Regions from separate parts of the Zea mays genome. Here region 1 is linked to region 2. A link is a contact called in public Hi-C data. All regions are on one chromosome and are shown on one strand. The core of a region is the stretch at or near the end of the contact, and the rest is flanking DNA. Distances in the headings are between cores, read along the strand shown.

Region 1 (7,709 bases), core at 1,330-3,829, 540 kb before region 2:
CACTGCAGATGGTAGTAGCCGAACCCATAGTCTCACATGCAGCTAAGTGGCGAACAAGTGCCTTGTCATTCATCATTTTCTTCATGGCAAATGCAAGACTCAGCGTGACTGCTAACGGCAATCCCTCGGGAACAGCAACAACAACAATAGTAACTGCAATAGCAAAATGCTCCAGCAGCTCCAATGCATCATCTCCTGACCAGCTTAAAAGCATCTGCTCATGGTATTTCTTGCTGAATAGCCCTTGCGACAGGACAATGAAAGTTATAACAGCAAAAAATAATCCAATCTGGCCAATAATAGTTGCAACTCCATTAAGTTTGACTTGCAGTGGGGTTTCATCATCGCCGCCTTCACTGAGAGTGGCCATCAGTTTTCCCCATTGGGTGCGCATGCCAACAGTTGTTACCAGCATCTTGCAGGAGCCATCTTGTACTTTGGTCCCAGACAAAAGGAAAGGGTTATCTTCATTTACAGCAACAGGTTCACTTTCACCAGTTAGGCTGGACTCATTGATCAACAGAGAGAATCCATAAATGAAGAGCCCATCTGCAGGGACCTGATCCCCAATTGCTAAATGGACAACATCACCAGGAAGAAGATCATATATCGATAGCCTTTGCCTAAAACCATTCCTTGTAACCTGTACATGGATTTTCTTTTTCTCCTTGTCCAGGTCCTTGAACTGCAGTGACTGCCGGTAGTCACTTGTTGCAGTGACAAACACAACCAAGAGGATACTTGCAACAATTCCAAGACCATCATGAGCACCTTTTGGCCACCCTTCCACCACAATGCCAACAACCAGCGATACGAACGCACAGACAGCAAGAATTATAAGAGTTGTATCTTGAAGCGCTTCCCATACAAACACCCAGAAACTACGGACCTCACTTTCTGTGAACCTGTTTACTCCATATATGTCTTGCCTGCGCTTAATACTATCATCGGCTGTGCTTAGCCCATCCGTCTTCGAAGTTGCAAGTTTTTCCGCAATTCCATCAACTCCACCTTGGGTGATGAGCTTCTTACTATCATGACCCTCAACAATAGACCCCAGCTCGTCGGCACAGATCTGAAACCCTGCAGCCTTGACTTCCTCAGGGACGACGTACTCGCTTCGAAGGGTGAGGCCTGAACATTCGCGATTCAGAAGCATGGTTTTAGTTGCTAGCAATGCTTGCAAATAGCGGCTATAAAAAGGTTAGGAAATAGAAGAGGTGGAGACAAAATTACAAAAGCGTGACAAATTCTGGCAGTACTATCTGTCGGTGTGCAATTACCATGTAGAAACTGCAGTGCAGCCTTTGAGACGAGCACAGCGACACGCAGCTTCTCCTGTCACACAGCAGCAGTGTTAACTTGAGTAACCGAAGGTATTGGTGGCGGTAGTAACAGAGTTAAGACAGCCACCCAGTTGGATTGCGAGGTTAACTGCTCAAATCAGAAAAACGGGAGGGCATAACTAGGCATGTTGCTGCACTGGTTCAGGATCTGATAGCAGAGTAATGGAAAGTGGTTCAAGTTTATGGTTGCTGCAGTGGTTCTAATTAGTCTTAACTATGAGTGGAGTTGATAGTAGCCAGTTGCAAGAACCTACTGAAAATGGGAGGTAATTAAGGTAGCACATAATAATAATTAGTGAAAAAGACTGATATTTCCCAAACTGGCAGCACTAAAACAGAGCAGATCCAAAGGCGTGTTGTCGCAGCAGTGTGAAATGGTGCGAGAAGCAAATGGTCCCTCGTACGCGTACATAGTCGTAGCTGAAGAACAGTCATCATAGATTTTTTTGGGTGGCATTAAGGGCTTGATTGATACCACAAATACTGAGTGGGTCTCAAAACAAAAATGAAGACCCCCAAAATGCGCAAACAAAGCAGGCGGCCGCAAAACACACTGCGGCTTTTCAGTTAGAAAAGTAACTAGCTTGACCGTGAATCATGGCCACAACCGCCACACCCCCGCGCATGCTGAGCTCACTGAATCCGGCACCCAGATGCAGCGACGACTCGCTACTAAGTGCAGGCGCCGGCAAACAGGTAGTGGCCCTAGGTCCAGATCCCACGGGCTACGTTGCCGCGGATCCCGGCGGGACTAAGCGGCGGCATCGTAGGATGGAACAAGAGAGGAAAGGGAAGGGGGAGTAAGTGGAATCGGGAGGGGGAGCGCACGTGGTTGGCGTGCTTGATGGCCTCGGCCTCGCCGCGCTTCTCGAGGTTGGCCGTGAAGCGGAAGCGGCGCTTGGGGTTCTTGACGACGCTGCAGAGGCGGCGCCAGCGGCGGAGCGCCTCCTCGGAGGAGTTCTTGGCCTGCACACCGCCGAACCGCTCCTCCAGGTAGCTCTCCATCCCGCTCCTTTGCTTACCCTGTCCCCCTGGGCGACGGCAAGGAAGCAGCTTCTCCGGTCCTTCCTTCCTCCTTCCGCCCCGGGTGGGTCAGCCGGCCGGCCAAGCACCAATCAGGTGCACGCGTGCGGGGCACGGCTGACTTGTAGCGGCTTGGCTGGTCGGTGGGGGATCGGCGTGGCGATGGGGTGTTGGTTCCCGCGAGCCGCGGCCAACAGGCAGGGAGGGAAGGAGGGAGGGAGGGAGGGGTGCAGACTGACTGCAGAGTGATGACTGCGGCAGCGACACTGGAAGGAAGCTGCGGGGAAATTGGGGTGGGAGGGTGACGACACAAGTCGATGTCGCGGCGCCGGCGAGAGTCGTCAGTCCCTCGTCTCCAGTGGTTCCTGCCTGCAGTAATTATCGTCCGATCAGCTGTTATATTAATAAATGAGTCATTTGTAATTTTATCATTATTATTTATGGGTTTCATCATTATATCATCCAATCCACAAAATCATGGATACATATGGTTCCATCAGTCATAGACACCGATGGCACAATAACAAAGAGCTAAAATTAAGAGTAACAAAATAGCAAAATTTTCATTAATAAATACACTATCTATCTATCATCAATTGTTATGTATATTTATACATCTATATCTATAAACTCTACATTTATCTATTCTATTTTATTATATTCTATTCTATATCCATATCTATCTATATCTATATAATGCACTAGTTTAAATTTTATAAAATCTATCTAATCAAATCATCCCTACACCCATAACCTCCACTAAATCTACCAACGAATTGCATTCAGACTTGACATATCATCAAAACCAACGTTTTATATTGATGGATAATCATCTCTCTTTTACTCACCCAAATCCAATGTATAATATTATTTGGACCATTCCTCTTCTCGTGACCTCGGCGCTCCTCCCCCTCGCTCGTGCTGCCACCGCGCCAACCCTCCCCCTCGTATCGTCACCGCCGTCAATCCTTCCCATCCTTGAGATTATAATGTTAACACGGGCTATATGCTAGTCTATCATAGTGCCATAGTATATTACAATATCGTAGTATATCACAATATTTCAGTATGCAATATTTAGCTTTAACATATAACCACCTAAACGTCATTAGTTTTTTTTACATATTTATATTTAAGCAAACCATAATGTTTTATTGAAAAAAATAACATCGAACACATAATTAGTTAAATAAAAACCACATAATTCACACAAAGAATTTAAAACTATATTAATTTAATAAAAATCACACAATTCATAATAAATTTTTTTAAAAATACATTATTAGTATAATCTATAACATTATATAATCCATCAGTTTTAACACAAAGAATTTAAAACTATATTAATTCAACAATGTTTTCTACTCCCTCCGTCCCTAAAATTTAATTTGTTTTAAGGGGCGTCTGGATCCCTTTGTTTTAGAGCAATTGAAATTCACTCAATAAAGTAACTTATTTAGTTTGGAATTTGACATTCCACCACTTTCCAAAGTTCAGATATAATCCTATCTCAAATTCATGGGATGGAGGATGAGAAATGATTTTATACATTAGTAGAATTTATTTCTACTCTGGAACTTACATGACACTCTTTGTCTCACTCATCTATAGTAAAAATATAACACATAAATATCTCCGACATCTTGCTATTAATAGTATACAAATATATTTTGTATAAAACTGAATTAGCTTAATTGATATATGCTAAAGTTATTATTATTAATTTATTAGAATGGAATTCAATTCTAATGATTCAAACGGAACGTTAGACTAATCACGTATTCATTATACAACATATGAATATAGTTTTTACATATGTCTATATTCGTTATCATTTAAATGAATATGAACGGAAAAAGTATGTATAAAGAACTATATTTTGGGACGGAAGGAGTATTGTATGGATATGCTTAATTAAACGTAAAAAGAACTACTCGGTTCTAATCTAGGCTTATATATTTATAAGTTTGGGGCGGGGGAGTCCTAGCTCATGCAGAATCGAATTCCGCACTGGTGCATCACCCGGAGATGCATTCCATCTTTTTGTTTCTTTTCTTCTTCTCCACGCGACATCATGCCGTCATGCGTGAGTAGCAAAGGAGGAGCGGCTAGCATGTGCTGTTGCTAATTAAAAGACAAGGGCCAAGAAAAAAAAACTGCTTCACTAGCACCATAGAAGAGTCCGCTAGCTTCGAGCTGGCCACGCTGATCTTTCACCTGCTCTGCTCTCTCGTTGCATTTCGTTTTTCAGGGCCACGGTGCAAGATAACAACTACGACTATCGCACTAGCGAGATCGACCAAATGAGATGATAGCCACTAAGAAAATGGACCAGCAATTCAAATTAAACCTACCGATTAACGGCTAAACATTCTCTCAAGTCTCATATAATATGAGATAGTTAGCTATATGTTGTTAACTTGCTAACTAATATGATCCCAAGGATGCAAACATGAAGGGTGTAAGTGTGTTGGGATGATCAATCACTCAATAACAAGAGAGAGAGAGAGAGAGAGAGAGATAAACAAAAGGCATGCAGATCCATGAGATCTAGATGATCCAATCGCTATATAAACAAACATAGGTCCATGTCTCTGCTCAAGTGCTCGTGTCAACTTGCTTGTTCTTTGAACCAGACAGTCTAGACTGGTGGGGCGTAATGGCCTTTGCTTTTATATATACGTACACGTAGCTCGGCAGGCCTGTCGCGGTCTCATCGGACGCGTTTTCGGCACATGCGGGCCATGTGAGCCTCGCCACCAATCATTGCTACGCGCGCGGCCAAGTGCCGAGCTTCTATAGGCCAGGGGCGCCACCAGGCTCATCGTTCAGCCAACCGAGTCTCACTCCTTTCCAAGGTATGCCTTGCCCTTAGCCTTCTTGTAAGTCTTCTTCTTTTCCCTCTTGTTCCCTTGTTCCTGGTCACTATCATTATCGAGACAGTTAGCGATAAAGTGACCAATCTTACCACATTTGAAGCATGAGCGCTTCCCCTTCGTTTTGGTCTTGTTGGGATGCTCCTTGCGACCCCTTAGCGTCGTCTTGAAGCGCTTGATGATGAGTGCCATCTCTTCCTCATTGAGCCCCGCCGCCTCGACTTGTGCCACCTTGCTAGGTAGGGCCTCCTTGCTCCTCGTTGCTTTGAGAGCTACGGTTTGAGGCTCATGGATTGGGCCATTTAACGCATCATCAACGTATCTAGCCTCCTTGATCATCATTCGCCCGCTTACGAACTTTCCAAGTATCTCCTCGGACGTCATCTTGGTGTACCTAGGATTCTCACAAATATTGTTCACAAGATGTGGATCAAGGATAGTAAAGGATCTTAGCATTAGGCGGACGACGTCGTGGTCCGTCCATAGCGTGCTTTCATAGCTCCTTATTTTGTTGACGAGGGTCTTGAGCCGGTTGTACGTTTGGGTTGGCTCCTCGCCCCTGATCATTGCAAATCTCCCAAGTTCGCCCTCCAATAACTCCATCTTGGTGAGCATGGTAACGCCATTTCCCTCATGAGAGATCTTGAGGGTGTCCCAAATCTTCTTGGCGTTATCCAAGCCGCTCACCTTATGGTATTCATCCCTGCACAAAGATGCTAGAAGAACAGTAGTAGCTTGTGCATTTTTGTGAATTTGCTCATTGATAAATGTGGGACTATCAGTACTATCAAATTGCATTCCACTCTCTACTATCTCCCATATGCTTGGATGGAGAGAGAACAAGTGACTACGCATTTTGTGACTCCAAAATCCGTAGTCCTCTCCATCAAAGTGAGGTGGTTTTCCAAGTGGAATGGAGAGTAAATGAGCACTTGTACTTTGCGAAATACGAGAATAATCAAAAGAAAAGTTTGAATTAACCGTCTTCTTTTTCTCGTAGTCGTTGTCGTCATCCTTTTGGGAAGAGGAAGATTCGTCGCTGTCGTAGTAGACTATCTCCTTGATGCGCCTTGTTTTCTTCTTCTTCCCGTCTTTTCTTTTGTGGCTTGAGCCCGAGTCAGTAGGCTTGTCATCTTTTGGATCATTGACGAAGGACTCCTTCTCCTTATCATTGACCACCATCCCCTTGCCCCTAGGATCCATCTCTTCGGGCGATTAGTCTCTTTCTTGAAGAGAACGGCTCTGATACCAATTGAGAGCACCTAAAGGGGGGTGAATAGGTGATCCTGTAAAACTTAAAACTTAACACCACAAACTTGATTAAGAGTTAGAACACTGAAATCAAGTGAGTAGAGAGGAGAGCTCTTGTGAATCACAATAGACACAATAAAGACAAACACAAGAGACACGAGGATTTATCCCGTGGTTCGGCCAAGTACAAAACTTGCCTACTCCACGTTGTGGCGTCCCAATGGACGAGAGTTGCACTCAACTCCTCTCAAGTGATCCAATGATCAACTTGAATACCACGGTGTTCTTCTTTACTTTGCTCTTTTCCCGTTTGCGAGGAATCTCCACAACTTGGAGTCTCTCGCCCTTACAATAAGAATCAATATGAAGCACAAGAGTAAGGGAGGGAAGCAACACACTCAAATCCACAGCAAATACGCACACACAAGATCACGACTTGAGCTCAAGACAATATCTCAAGGTTCTCACTAGAACAGAGCTTAAAACACTAAGAATGTCGAACAAGTGCGCAAGAATAAAGTGTGAGTGATCAACAATGCTCAAGGAATGCTTGGTGTCCTCCTCCATGCGCCTAGGGGTCCCTTTTATAGCCCCAAGGCAGCTTGGAGCCGTTGAGAGCATTTCAAGAAGGCAATTCTTGTCTTCTGTCGCCTAGCGCACCGGACACTGTCCGGTGCCCCTCCTGACCGTTGGCTCTTGCCACGCGTCGCATGCGGATTATGTGGCCGACCGTTGGCCCGGCCGAATGTTGGCTCACCGGACAGTCTGGTGCACCACCGGACAGTCCGGTGATTTATAGTCGTACGCCGTTAATTGCTTCCCGAGAGCAACCAGTTGACAGCCACTGGCCTGGCGCACCGGACACTGTCCGGTGCACCACCGGACAGTCCGGTGCACCTAGACCGAGCTTCCTTTGCCTGAACAAAGCCATCTCTTTTTCAACTTGATTTCTCCTGTTTCCAGCACTTAGACACAATACATTAGTCTCCAACACAATGTACTAAGTCTTAGAAACATACCTTTTTACTTGATTTGCACTTTGTCCATCACTTTGCATAAGTCCACTTGTGTTGGCACTCAATCACCAAAATACTTAGAAATGGCCCAAAGGCACATTTCCCTTTCACCTAGCTTGAGGCTCGTTGGGATCTTGCTTAAGTCACCCCTCGCTCTACATGAGGGGTCGAGTAGTATTGCTTTTCTAGGTCAGTTT
Region 2 (6,855 bases), core at 1,559-4,058:
GGTTCACAATATTGAAGAAATGATTCTCTCAATGGATGCTCAATATGATGTGACTCAAGAATGGCTTGATAGGGTGAAGATAGCAAGGAAAGGGCTTCGAGGAACTAAGCGAAGGTGGAGGCCAAGCGACGGCTTGTGGACCGAGGTACTATGGCTAAGGTGAAGAAGAGAGTACTTGCACTATAAGTCGATGAACTAATCAGCTATGAAGAGTTATAACATGTTGATGCATCAGTACGGTGACTTGAAGCCATGATTTAAACTCATATATGGTGATATGGTATAAGTCACAAGGTTTGAGTTGTGTTTGCTTCAAAAGGTGAGACAAAGATGTTTGTGATCCTTATGAAGCAACGCCATGGAGAAATCACACATGAGGCGCCAATTACTCAAGGAGTTTAGTTAATTATATTTTATTTAACTTGGGTATAGGAATCATCGTACTATAAAGGGATCCAAAAAGAAGGTTGGTGTTTGCCAAAGCTCAAGCATCTATATTCAGAAGCTATTTTTGAAAACCAAAAATCTCTTGAACGTTTTATGGTTGACAGTGGTTAGGTTTGAGAAACTGGGAGTGTTCTTGTTGAAAAACAGCTGCACTTCTTCAGCTGCAGTTGAGCTTTTCAGCTGAACTAAACTTCAGCTGAGTTGAGCTTCTTCAGCTGTAGTTGAGCTTTTTCAACTCTAGCTGAGCTTTCTCAACTCCAGCTGAACTTCAACTTCAACTGTGAACCTCTCTGACCATACACCAGTTGAACTTGCCTCTGGGTAGTTGAACTAGGGTTTTCTCTCCTGAACTTTCTGGTCAAGACCAGTTGAACTCGTTTTTCGGGGCAGTTCAACTGGTCTCTGACCCCTCTGACGTCTGACCAACAATCTGCCAGTCAGACTGGCGTACAGGTCGACAGAGTCGTTAGGGGCGGTTCAATCGCCCCCAGGGCGGTTCAATCGGTTTGGTCAACTTGGCTAGACTGCACAACAATCTGTCAGCCAGACTGGCAAGACTGACTGACAGGTCTGCCAAAGAGGTTCAACCGGTTTTCAAAAGAGGTTCAACCGAATAATTTTCGGCGTCATTATTGGAAAGCGCAGAAAATTAATATGACCAAAGAAAGTTTCTTGATTTTTTGTAGCGATGTAATTATGGTACAAAATGATCCAAAGTTTAAATTTATAAGTCGACTAAATATTTGAATTTTTGTGAGAGATCTGGGTAACGAATTTATGAAGCTCGCTAACTATATCCGTGTATTTGGTTTCTTAGATGTACGCGTCTAGGTCTGTGTCATCCGTTGACCGAGGAAGTGCACCTGCATGGTTGGTTGTATGATGGAGCTCTGAACTGCGCACACGGATACAAAGAAAGCCATTTTAGGAGACATGGGTTGCACCGCGGAGATGTGGGTAAGGTCCCGTATCCCACCATGTAGGTTTGGATGGGGCTACACGTCTGCATCGGGGAAACCAAACATATGGTATGTGAATATGGACTGTACGGAAACTACACAACCTAGCTACAGCCCGTTTGATGTTCGGCTTTTTTATTATGAGTTTTTTTTAGAATCGTTCTGGTTATGGACAGAATCTGGTTGCGGAGAGAATCTAAGTATCGTGGGGATTATATACGAAGTAAGGTGAAGTGGTCCATAGTGTTTAAGATATAGAAAGCGACGATTGCTCCTATCCCGATGACACGACTGATTTTCTGTTCACGTTGATTCTGAACGATTTTCACCAAAGTGATTCTCATCTTAACGGCTTAAAAAGCTGAACGTTTGGCAGTACAGTCGGCAAAGAAAGCTAAAACAACACCACCATAGTCACATGAAATAAGAGGAAATAAAATGGAAGACGAGAGAATTTTAAGCCACCAAATTGACCGAAAATAGTTCTATGAAAAAGTTCATGAGGATGTTAATGGGTGCATCTAGGACGATTACAGTCAAACATATAAATAAAATCCCCCTTTTTTAATAAAAAAAAGTATGCGAGACGGCGCCGAATATGTTTTGACGCTAGACGTAGGCTGTCGTATATCGAGCCACAGGCTTTTGAAGAAGATCCTCGTGACGTTACCAGTATCCCCGAGGAATATGATCAGATTATTCTGATAAAGTTACACCAGGCAAGAGAATTATTCTTTTTAAGGGTTAGTTTGAGAACTCCAATTTTACAAGAGATTCACAATTTTTCAAGAAAAAATGAACTAGTTTTCCTTTGAAAAATAGATTTTTTAAAAAAAATAGAAATAGATTGTAAAACTAGCTCTAAAGTAGATGGGAAAAAATATACATGAGATGAGCACCTCTCGCTCTCAGTAAGAGATGCTGAGGCGAATGGTTGACGTGGTGCATTGTATTGGCCCGGTATAGAGGCAGCCTGGTGGGCCGGGTGGTGGTGGTGTGAGCGACAGCGGCTGTCACTGTCGCTGTCACTACAGGGCCCCACATGCACGTCGTTTTCTTTTCTATTTCTTTTGCTTCCCGTAAACCCCACGTCGTTTTCTGGGTCTCTCTTCGCTCTCAGTTGAAGGCTAGCCTGCTGAAGGGTGCTTGCTTTTGTCTACCCAGTCAAGAACTCGAGAGGGTTATTCACACTGTCCTGTCCCTTCATCAGGCTCTCCATCCAAAATTAAAGCTAGCTGCTAGCTAGTAGACTTGAGCTGTTGAACACACAATTATTATATATACACCAATAAGACTTCATCGCTGATCTTCACCAGCATGAGCCTAGAACCCTAGCATATCCTGCCTGCAGTATCCCATGCATGCGCGCACCAGCTGGTGCGTGAAACCCTCGCTCCCAGGATGAGCCACGCGGGTCGAAAGCCAGCCATGTATCCTCTGCTAGTGCTGCAGCGAGATGCTGGCAGGATATGCTGTGCGTGTGCGTTGTGGAAAGAATCTACCCACGTTCATGGACGAGACATGGGTGCTTTGGTTTTTTCGACAGTGCCACAAGTGATCGAAAGCGTGCTGAAAATGAATCTATCTATCGGGGCTACAAGGACGTTTTTCAGTGGTGAGTGGTGCAATGCAAGAATCGACGGCATGCACATCACACACAAAAGCAGCCATGATCGATGAGAAGAGATGACTAGCTAGTGGAAACATCACTGTGTGAAACATGCTGCGTCGTCCTCCGGTTTTCAGAGTCCCGGCCGGCCCCCTTTGCATGTCTGAACCTTATAAAGTTGACATGAACTTTGAACCACCCCGCCCACCCCCCACCCTCAAAAAAAAAAAAACAAACAAACAAAACCAAAGCTGGATCAAGCAACCACCACGGCACACCACTGTTGCATGTCCATTACTCGCATGCATGCTGCACAAGCTGACGAGTGATACACATCTGTTCTGAACTTCTGATCCAGTGCACTGAATCTGGCCATGCATAGTACTATAGTACAATCGTCCTCAGAGATAAGTAAGGAGCTGCTGGTGCAATGCATGATGTGGTCATTATAATCGCAAGAGGCAGGATCAGCTAGCTGGCAACAAACATCTAGAAGCTCGCTCGCACACGTGCTGAATTCATCTGGCGGGAAAACAACAAGAGGGAGGCCGGCCGGCCGGCACCGCGCGCAAAAGGTGCATGGCTGCTGCTGGCCACCAAAGTCTTCTAAGCTTGGTAGCGACGTCAACCAACAGCTAGCGACTCGTTGCTTCCTCGATCTCTTGCGCCCCTGCGTGAATTAACCCTCTCTCTCCTCTCGTCTTGTATTATTGCTCTAAAGTCCGCGCACCTTGCAAATGGCATCTAACCGTAACGAAAAGATCCAATGGCGGCAACTGAGAGACAGCCACACAAGATGATGACTGGTGTTATTAGGCGCCCACGTGGCCACGTGATTGGATTTAGCTCGGCATTTTTTGGATTAATTATTTGCCACCAGAAAAATAAAATTTCAGTAGGCAATTCATCATTCGGAAAATAGGCAGATACCTGTCATCCAAAAAAAATATCCGGTGGCAGTTCGGAATGCACTAGATGAATTCACACGATGTGCTTTGTTGAGTGATTCAGATACTCCGCAGAGCCCAGAAAAACATTCGATAATCTCTTTGCTGAACGTGACTCTCGGCAAACAGGACTCGATGAAGCACCGTTAGGCCCGACGGATAATCGGGTCGTGCCCGCCCGGCCCGCCTGCCGCAGTCCAGGCACGACACGCCGGCAAATAGCAAAAAACTATACGTGAGTGAGGTTTTGAACCCATGACCTCCCTCTACAATTCAAGGAGGAAAACGCTAAATGGGAAAACACTAAATGAAGAAGACTAACCAGCAGAACTCTAGTGTATTTGTTGTAAATAGCAAATATAAAATATAAATATATATACCATGTTTTATAAAATGAAAAATATATAATCGTGCTGGGCCGGGCCGAGGCAGCGGCCCAAGCATGGCATGGCTCCCGGCCCGACACTATTAATGGTCGTGCTTCAGGCCGGCCCGTTAGGCACGGTCCATTTGGCCATCTATAGTAACGACTTCTTTGTCAATTACTTTTTATCGGACACTCGACAAAAGTCACCGTCACGGCGCTAAGCAACGTGACATAGTCTTTGTCGAGCGTCTGCTATATATGTTGGTATAGTACTCGGCAAAGAAGGCTCCAGTGAACTCCTTTTTGCCCGTCCCTTTTGACAGTAAAAATTGCACTTGCCAAAGCGACAAGCACTCGGCAAAGAGCCGAATCATGGTAGTATTAGGTGTTCAACTGGCTGGTGTATGCATCCAAACAGCTGGCAGAGCGTTTCTTTCAATCATGTCTTGTAAGATGAATCAGATTTGCTATGTGCAGAGCAAGAGACAATTTCCATGGTCAAAATTTTTACAATTCTAGGTGATAAGTATTAGGGTCTATTTGTTTAGAATTATACCTATCCAGATTATATAATCTGGACACATTATAATTCTAAACAAACAACCCCTTAGATTTTGTTTGGATACTCTAGTATTCATCTCAATCCACATGTATTAAGGTGGATTGGGGTATAAATTAGTTTAATTTACACCTCAATCCACCTCAATTAATCTGGACACATTATAATTCTAAACAAACAACCTCTTAGGTTTTGTTTAATTTACACCTCAATTCACCTCAATACATGTTAATTAGGTTTAATACTAGAGTATCCAAACAAGTTCATAGAGGGTAGTACAAGATCATTACGTTGCATCGTATTAATAGGGGTGGTAATGATCTCTAAATTTTACAATATAAAATTTAAGTATCGGATCGAATTAGAATCGGACTCTATTTCTATTAATTTTTAAATAAAAATAATTAAACACCCAAACTTGTTAGCGCGCACGGAAGCGGCGCCTCTTCTTCTCCCTGGGCTGTTATTGTCCCATTATCTGTAGAGACACATAGATGTGAGAGTTAAGTTCTATCTTATCTGGTTGTTAGGCGAGTTATGAAGAAGAAAACATATATTCACGTATAAGTAGGGGTGGTAATGGATTGTGATCCAAATAGTTCTTCACAAAATGTCAAAGCCCTAAATAAATTATAGCTCAAAAATGACTAGAAATAGAGCCCGATCCTAACCCGCTTTGATCCTTAAATCTTATAGTGCAAAATTTATAGCCCATTGTCAGCCCTACGTATAAGGCATGACGAAACTCACGACGTACATACCGAGTACATACCGATCACGTAGAGGCCGGTTAATATATTAATAATATGTATGTATGCGTATTAATATGATATCAGCCCATGGTGTGTGGGGTTGCTTAATATTTTTAATAAAATATCAAATAGAGATAAAGTTTGTCTATTGATATCAACCCAATAAAAAGATCTACTTACGCTGAACTGTCTGTAAAAGACGTGTCGCAGTCTAAATAACGAGACATTTTTTTCAATCGCACGGATACAACAGCGGCAGTACATATATGTAACCTAAATAAAGCCATATGTACTACTAATTATAGAACCAAATAATAACAATAAATCTTCTATTAATAACATTTTTAATAGTCAAACGGTTTGATAAAACGAGAGACAAAAAAATAGCTAACAACGGATGATTTCGTTCACCGATGTCGCTCATATCTTGAGCAACACTATAGAACAAAAATAATTGCATTGATAGGAGGTGTTGGCGTCGTTCTGGACGTTAAACACTGGAACGAACCACCTGACGGTGCTCTCTGTGAAGACACAGATGATCCGCGACATAGGACCAGACGATCCGCGACCTGGGAGCAAGAGCGTCTCCGCTTCATACGTCCGAACGGTCCGCACCTAGGGCTCGTACGGTCCTAGGGCAAGGCAAAAAACCCATAATCCGAAACCCGAACCCGGAATAACCAAACCCAAACCCGAAATATCTGAAACCTGAATTTCATTCGGGAATTTCGGGTAGCAAGTTGCAAAACCTGAATTTATTTCAGATAATTCAGGTATCATAATCGGGTACCCAAAATACCCGAATTACCCGAACTTTCATGTGTCATGTACTCATGTCATTCTTAATTATTAATTTGTGCATCTATAATTATGTGTAAGCATGACTTGTGATTGTAGATTGCTTGTGTTTCTATGTCCATGTATATCATTATTCAAACTGTATTTTTATACTAATTTAATAGGATGCATCTGTTTTTATGAAGCTGACACAACAGTTTGGGTACCCGAATTTTCGGGTATTGTAAAACCCGTTGTAATTTTGGGTATCGATTCTCAAAACCCAAAATTTAAAATACCCGAATTAGCCGACCCGAAATTTCCGGGTAACCCGAACGCTCACCCCTAACGGTCCGTTATGGCGCAGAGAGTCGTCTTCTTCACAACAGACCTAGATCTCGCCTCCCGGGTGGGACCCCGTCGGGAAGGAGAGAT

What was found. A called contact is a pair of places that touch in the nucleus more often than the background predicts.
Region 1: a Hi-C map of endosperm shows a contact between it and region 2, with 2.8 times the contacts expected there. The contact joins the promoter of LOC103640509 here to the enhancer-like site in region 2. A contact is called at or near these places in 6 of 25 Hi-C or Micro-C datasets (bundle sheath, ear, endosperm and 3 more).

What each region holds. Positions count from the first base shown.
Region 1 is chr1:168,383,248-168,390,956 of Zm-B73-REFERENCE-NAM-5.0, reverse strand. LOC103640509 (calcium-transporting ATPase 1, plasma membrane-type) reads right to left here and starts at 2,579. Exons shown (of 7, transcript NM_001321487.1): 1 at 2,175-2,579; 2 at 1,284-1,338; 3 at 1-1,134. The coding sequence starts at 2,351.
Region 2 is chr1:167,847,139-167,853,993 of Zm-B73-REFERENCE-NAM-5.0, reverse strand. No RefSeq gene overlaps it. Among protein-coding and RNA genes, the nearest start is that of LOC118476071, 120 kb to the right of the region's middle. Within about 2 kb of position 2,808, at least 19 of the 20 cell types and tissues checked have an H3K27ac peak or open chromatin away from gene starts, as enhancers often do. A contact at or near this core is called in bundle sheath, ear, endosperm and 3 more, where this site is marked.